Regions from separate parts of the Mus musculus genome. Here region 2 is linked to region 1. A link is a contact called in public HiChIP or PLAC-seq data. All regions are on one chromosome and are shown on one strand. The core of a region is the stretch at or near the end of the contact, and the rest is flanking DNA. Distances in the headings are between cores, read along the strand shown.

What was found. HiChIP or PLAC-seq counts read pairs in DNA pulled down with a chosen protein or histone mark.
Region 2: an H3K27ac HiChIP or PLAC-seq map of oligodendrocyte precursor cells shows a contact between it and region 1, with 3 times the contacts expected there. The contact joins two enhancer-like sites. A contact is called at or near these places in 3 of 484 Hi-C or Micro-C datasets (the HL-1 cell line, adipose-derived mesenchymal stem cells and uterus) and 1 of 115 datasets of contacts at active chromatin or transcription factors (oligodendrocyte precursor cells).

The regions. Positions count from the first base shown.
Region 1 is chr2:137,806,491-137,810,401 of GRCm38.p6, forward strand. No RefSeq gene overlaps it. Among named protein-coding and RNA genes, the nearest start is that of Gm14062, 68 kb to the right of the region's middle. Within about 2 kb of position 2,006, at least 46 of the 459 cell types and tissues checked have an H3K27ac peak or open chromatin away from gene starts, as enhancers often do. A contact at or near this core is called in oligodendrocyte precursor cells, where this site is marked.
Region 2 is chr2:137,937,096-137,941,026 of GRCm38.p6, forward strand. No RefSeq gene overlaps it. Among named protein-coding and RNA genes, the nearest start is that of Gm14062, 62 kb to the left of the region's middle. Within about 2 kb of position 2,121, at least 17 of the 459 cell types and tissues checked have an H3K27ac peak or open chromatin away from gene starts, as enhancers often do. A contact at or near this core is called in oligodendrocyte precursor cells, where this site is marked.

The DNA.
Region 1 (3,911 bases), core at 756-3,255:
TCCACTTTGGCTTTCTGGTAACTCTTCATACTGATTTTCTATAGTGGCTGAACTTGTTTCCATCCAACTGAACAGTGAGAGATGCTCTCCCTTTCACCATGGCCTCATCAGCATTTGTTGTCAGTTATGGCTTTTTTATTCCACATTAGCCATGCTGAGTAGGGCAAGACAAAAATCTCGAAGTCCTTTTAATTCGCATCTCCATAATTACTGAGAACGTTAAACATTTTTGAATATTTTAAACTTTTTACTGCCTTCATTTTTTGCTTGTTTTTGTTTGTTTGTTTGTTTGTTTGTTTGTTTTTAAACAGGGTTTTCCCTGTGTAACAGCATTGGCTATCCTAGAACTCACTTTGTATACCATGCTAGCCTCCAACTCACAAAAATCCACCTGGCACTGCCTCTTGAGTGCTGGGATTAAAGACCACAGCATATAATATATTTTGACCATATTCCTTTTCCTATCAGATGATACCCACTCCCTACAAGAAATATCTGTTCCGATTAATAGTCCATTTTTAATTGCATCATTTGTTTTCTTAATTACTTGGTTATTATTGTTCTTGTTTTTTATATGTTCTAAATATTAATCTGCTACCAGATATATAGCTGGCAAATATTGTTCCCACTCTTTGCATTTCTTCTTCACTTGATTGTTTCCCTTGCTATCCATAAGACCTTTAGTTTTATGAAGTTTATATAGGCAGTCAGTGCCCTTAATACCTGACTTTCTTTAAGGATCTCACACTTATTCTTTATATCTTTCTCCGTGTATGACATTGTCACTTTCAAGATGGGTTGCTGGATATATGATCTTCATTTTGCTTCTCTAAGTTTTCTGACCTACCACCAGGCATGAAGTAGCACTGCTGAGGATGCTAGAGGCAACAGTTAGATTACCTCTTTGCAGTAATGTAATGGGTAGAAAAAGACCCCAAGTTTTATAAACAGTATGTTGGGCTCTATCAAGGTGACATAATGGTTTTGTGATGGGAGACATCTCTGCTGACCCCTGAGGGTCATGGGGAAGCTGTCATACATTCTTGCTTTTTCAGTGATGTCCAGGGCTGTGCTTTCCATGAACTCTATCATAACAGATCTGACTGAATGAACCAATCAATCAGTGATGGCTGGAGGTTCTGGCCTTGGCCGTGGGAAGCACTTTGGTTTATGGAGCCTTTAAACTTCTGTTATGAGGAGCTGTTTAGACAAGTTAAGTTGTACAGTTTCACTTTGGGGAGGAAAGAGATTTTCCTTCAGTTTTTATTCATTACTTATTGCAAAAGTGATTTTGCAATGACGGATTTCGAAATTTCTTCCTGGGCTTCTAAACCACCATGGTGTTCAGCAAGCCCAAGCAAGTTTTCAAAAGCAGGGTTTTCCCTTCAAGTCTTACCTCTCAAGCTGCTAGAAGGAAGCTTTGCATATCCGTGTATGTGTAGGGCACAGAACTGATACAAGAATGGTGGAAGGACTGTAGCAGTAGGTGATGGATGTGTCCTCAGAATTTTGCCCCTCCTTAAATACTTCCCATTGATCACAAAATCTCCTGCTAAGATACAGGTTCTGTGGCTTGCCTTACAGCACACTGTTCGTGAGTCCTATTTTGTGCTTCTCTAGCATGGTTTCCACTGTATAATTTCCAAAGCAAAGACACTGAAGCTTGTTCCAGAAATGTCCTTTTCAATGATTGAGCAATGAAATAAATACACACACACACAAAAAAAGCAGAATGGGGGAAATGGTGAGTGTTTGAGTCATTGGGTAGTTTTGTCCTTTTCTGTATTTTTATTAGAGTTTTCTTTTATGATTATTGATCTCCATTAGCATTATAATTATAAATACTTGATAAGTTTCTCTCTTTGATCTGGCCTACTTGTCATTCAACAGTCTTTTAAAGGGTGGATTCTTTCTTTCAATCTTGACATTTGCTATTGTTCTCATCCCTGAATGGCTTGCTTGCTGCTCTCAAAAGCTGCCCAGCATCACTGAGAGAGTATATTGCAGTATCAAGTACCATGGCTTCAGGCTCTGCCACAGCTGCCCACTTTCTAAAAGCTCCCTTTATTCTTTACAACTGCACTTACTCAATTGAGACTAACAAATGTCAGCTCTTTTCTACCTTTCATACAGCGGGTGCATGCACGAGCACAAGCACTCGCACGCGCGCGCGCGCGCACACACACACACACACACACACACACACACACACACACACACAAACCCCTTGCAAGTGTAATAAATCCCTATTTCTGCACAGGATGCATTAATATACCTTGCAATTGCCTGCCCCTGTTGGTTTTAGTCCTTGGCCCTTTTATTCCCTTCCTTTGTACTTCAGCTTCCTCAGCTCCGGTATTCCCAGCCTTAAAATCCAAGTTGCAAATGCAAAAAAACAGGCCCACCCATTTAGGAGGAATTGAATGGTTCTGATTGTAACAAACATACTTCTGCATGGCTCTGCTCACTGAAGCACTCCGAGTTTGGCTCATGAGAAGCAGCAAATCTTAAATTCAAGACTAATCTATGAGTCTCAGACTGAAAAGCACTGTGGGGGAAAACGGGAATAGGCAATGGAGCATTGTGTTACAGAACATTATATACAATAGGCACACTATATTATGGCATATATTGTATGTATCTGCATACAATATATTTTTTACCAGACCCCATACACATACACATGTGTGCATACATACACACATGCATGTGCATACACACACACACACACACACACACACACACACACACACACAGGACACCGCACACAGAGAAAAAAATAGAATCTTCCTACTCAGTGTGATTTGGTTTTTTTGCTTTTTTTTCAGCCTCATATAGTAATATTACTTCTTAGAAATAGCTATATTTTGATGTCTAGAATTAACCATGATGATAATAGCAGTAGGCAGTTTCCACAAACATGAAGATGGATCTATCTTCATTGAGTAAAACATATGAGATGAAAAACCCCTTTACTTCATCGCAGCCCACTAGGTAATGATCAAGGCTTTCCATACAAAGCTAGAAGTTTTCTGAAGACTTATTTATGGTTTTATAGAACAACTTAAAGGATTATTAAATTCATACGGACCTGTGAGTGCCCATGTCTCTTTAAAAATATGAATGGGAGCTTTCTCCAATCCTTGAAGAGTCAAGAGGTAGGTCATACTTGAGTGGTAGTATTTGCATATAGAATTTCTAAGGTTCCTTTTCAAACCAAAATTTCGTGACTCTCTGCTAATGCCATTTTTATTTTCATTCATTCATTCACTCATTCATTCATTCATCTCAAAGAACAGTCTACAGACCTTAAGCATTGACCTCAAGGTACTGCAGGAGACTTGGTTAGGAATGCCACCTGCCGCCTGAGGACCTGTACCACAAAAGGTCTCATATATACATAAAAATAGAGAAGTCCAATGGTCCTAATCCTTTTATTTATTGAATAATAAACTAATTGCCAAAACATGAAATGAATTCCCAAAGTTGCTACATGAATTTACAGCTCCTACAATTATGATTTTATTGTATGAATCAACTGTTTCTTTTAGAGTCTCTCTTTCCTGACTGTTTGGTTTTATCATTGATGTCTTGGGCTTGGCATGACACTATAGACATTTCCTAAGTCACCTGCATTAGGACCTTCTGCATTGGCAATGGTTTTGAGTGCATCACCCTCTAGGCACTTTCAGGCACTGAACATTTGAAAAAGGACTGGGACTGTTCAGTGCTAGAGGAGAAGACCTCTATCTTTATGTTATAGTGATGGCTCAGCTTTAACATGGGAAGGGGCATTTAAGGGCTTTGGTTTAGATAGAATGGAATATAGTAGTACCTTCACCTTTATTACAGGAAAAACAGATTACATTTGTCTTAGTACAAGAATAGTGTCCAACAAAAAAGAATCAAGG
Region 2 (3,931 bases), core at 871-3,370, 130 kb after region 1:
CACACTCAAACAGACACACATACACACTCAGACACACGTGTGTGCATGTGTGTATGTTATAGATAATATAAAGTATTATAATATATAACTTCAGAATGACTGTTTCTATGCATCTAAGATAAAAGGATTTCAGCAATTCGCAGAAATGCTTTAGACACAGCACATGTGATCCTAATTTAGTGTTGTTTGTAAAGATTTTAAGTTCTTGGCTTTGGAGTTGATTACAAGTAATTTAAATGAACAGAGCTAAACATTTGTTTTCTGGCATATTTCCTAGGAATTCTCTCTGTTAGTCAACAAACCCTATAAGTTCTAGTAATTACAAGACCTTGGTATCATCCACCTATATCCTGTAAATCAAATCTTCTCTCGGAAAAGGAGAAAGGAAAAGCCTGCCATTTCCCAGGCAGTGAGTTCATACATTAGGCACCTGCTTCATTACACCTTGAGCCTTTAAAAAAGCATTGTTATTCATTTACAGTTCAAATGTTGTTCCCCTTCCTGGTTTCCCCTCTGCAACCCGCCCCATCCTATCTGTCCTTCACTTTGCCTCTTTGAGGGTGCTCCCCCACCACACTCCCATTCCTGCCTCACTACTCTAGCATCCTCTTAAACTGGAGCATCAAGCCTCCACAGGACCAAAGTCTTCTCCTCCCATGATGCCAGATAAGGCCATCCTCTGCTACCTATGCAGCTGGAGCTATGATTCCCTCCATGAGTACTCTTTGGTTGGTGGTTTAGTCCCTGGGAGCTCTGGGGGGTCCGGTTAGTTGATATTGTTATTCTTCCTATGGGTTTGCAATCCCCTTCAGCTCCTCAGACCTTCCCCTAGCTCTTCCCTTGGGGTCCCCAGGTTCAGTCTGCTGGTTGGCTGTGGGTATCTGCACCTGTTTTGGTCAGGTGCTGGTAAAGCCTCTCGGGAGACACCTATACCAGGATCATGTCAGCAAGCACTTGTTGGCATCAGCAATAGTGTCTGTGTTTGGTGTTTGTAGATGGGAAGGATCCTTACATAGGTGGGGCTGTCTATGGATGGCCTTTCCTCAGTATCTGCTCCATTTTTTTTTCTTTTGTCTCTGCATTTCCATTAGGTAGGAATGATTCTGGGCTAAAATTTTCTGAGATGGGTGGGTGCTGGAAGTTGGAAATAACCCACATGTCCCTCAATGGAATGATGGATACAGAAAATGTGGCAAATTTACACAAAGGAATACTACTCAGCTTTTAAAAACAATGGCTTCATGAAACTTTCAAGCCAATGGATGGAACTAGAAAAGTCATCTTGTGTGAGGTAACCCAGACACAAAAGAACACACATGGGTATGTACTCACTGATAAGTGTGGATAATTAGCCCAAAACCTCAGAATCCCCACCATACAACTCACAGACCATGTGAAGCTTAAGAAAGTAGAAGACCAAAGTATGGATGCTTCAATTGTACTTAGAAGAGGGAACAAAATAATCACAGGAGATAGAGGGATAGAGGAACCTGATAGGGAGAGGGGAGAGGGAGGGAAAAAGGGAGGGTCATGTATGAGAAGAGTCAGGAGAGAAGTAAGAAGGTCAGGAAATTGAACAGAAATATGTAGCAGTGAGGGATGGGGAGCCAGGGGTAGCCAGCAGAAGGTCCCAGATGCCAGGAAGCAAGAGGTTCCCAGGACCCAAAGGGGATGTCAGTAGCTGAAATGCCCACCAAAGGGAAACTAGAACCTATAGAGACCATCTGGAGATGTCCAGTAGCTAGGCACTACAACTTGATCCTTGATATGCTAATTGTGAATTTCATTCTTCTGAATGAGTGCTATGACAGTTTCAGTGTGGTAGAGTTTTCTGTCCGGTGACTATTCAGCAACCCCAAAATATTTAACACAAAACTCCAAATGTATATCTGCTGGAATTGTGAAATCAGATTGAGTTTAAAAATTCATAGCCAAGATGACTGTATTACAAACTAGCCAGGGAGCCTCCTGTTGCCCTTTCTTCAAATGCAAATAGTTTCTCTGGACCTAACAAAAGCCCAAGAAACCGGACAAAGAGTGACAGGCTTTGGACAGGAAAAGGGAGTCCCTAGCACGGAGTTATAAATAGGTTTCTTTTGCGTGGTTTGCATAGAAAGCTCTCAGTGTGGCCTGGCTGTTGCTGTCCCTGTCTTCTCACAGATTGTCAATGCAGACAGCCGGAAGGGCCTTAGAGAGAAGGGACAGAATTAATAAAGATTAGTCAGAGTGTTTCGGGCAGAACTTTGGCAACTCTTGATTGACAACCCCCAGTCCTGGAGGCAGAGAGGTCATCCAAAATGCAGATAAGGGTCACGTGACAACCACAATGACAGTTGTCCCACAGCACCCAACAGAAACTTGTGTCAAGACTCTCTGCAGACATTTTAATACGTAGATACTAAAGTCCCTGATGCAAGCAAAATGGCCTTGTATTTGCATATGGCCTGTCTGCTTTGAAGCATTCTAGATTATTTATACCATGTGAAATATGATTGATGTGAATGTAATTGTTAAACTGCACTCTTTGGTGAGTGAATTATGACAAAATGGTCAGAATATGCGCTGGGAAATTTTTGAAACTACTTTCTATGTACAATTGGTTGAAGGTGTAGGGGTGTAACCCGATACACTGAGGGTTTTTGGAGCAGGATTGCCTCACCAAATCCATTTGCTTTTGGTCTGGTTGCTGACTCTGGTTTCAAGTACTCTGTCCTTCAGCTGGGGTGGAGCAAACTACAGCAAACAGCAAAGGCCCAGGTGGGATTCTTGTGCTTCAGAGGGTAAGGGCACAGAAGGAAAGCATGCAAAGCCTCTTGGAATTTCTCAGGAATAAAAAGAGTTTGCCACTCATTAAGCCTGTTCTTCAGGAGCTTCAGGCTTTACGGACCTGATCATATCTGTGTCATAGGGAGTATGTTCATCACAGCCTCTAGTCTTTCTTTCCCTAAGCCCACAATAATCCACCACTTATCTGTCTGTGTGTATACATGTGTGTAGAGGGGCCAGGGAATGGACTCATGACCCAGAGTAGATTGCCCATACTTCATATATTTATACATATACATATATATTCTGTACATGCATGTCTAAATTAAAGGTTAACTTAAAATGAAACACAGTAAAAGATTAAAAACAATAACTAATAAGAACAATTATAACAGAATACTATCAATAAAAGTTACTTACATGAACAAAGCTAAATTAAAAAATTGCTTATTTCTGAAAATTTCCATTTATTAATTTGGAAAGTGGCTGATTGGAACAAATAAAATTGTAGATCACAAAACATAAAGGAATAGGGCTTAGTACTTGCTTCTCTCTACCTGTTCCTTGATTCTGAAGTCTCAGGTTAGTGGGATGGATCTGCTGGGCTATCTTTGTTGCAGAGACAAAAGCTTTAAGCTGTGGCAGTAACTCAGCTCCACTACACGCGGTCGTATCCTGCATGTGGGTAGCATCTCAGGCTATGGGAAGAATACGGTACTTATATTTGTCCTCTCCACATCACTGGGGATATGTTCCATCACCCCAGGGAAGTCTTGCTTAATAATGAACCTGTAATTATGATCCTCATCCAAATTTTATACAACTCACCATAGATTATAAAAACAGTTTATTCTTTCTTTTTTAAAACTTAGAGGGCCTTGGTGACACCACAGGGCTCTCATTGTTCAGATGAGAATTGAATACAGTAGCTTCAAAAACATCTGTATGTAAACATTTATACACAGTTCTTAGTGAGATATCCAAATTTTTAGGGGAGGAGTCATAAAGAAATTTAGAAAAATAATGACCACATCACCAAACCCTTAAGTATTTCTGCTATGGACTTACTAATGAATTTTCTCCAAGTCATGTTTTTGTGTGTGTGTGTGTGTGTGTGTGTGTGTGTGTGTGTGTATGTGTGTGCCCTTGCGCACTCATTTGTGTA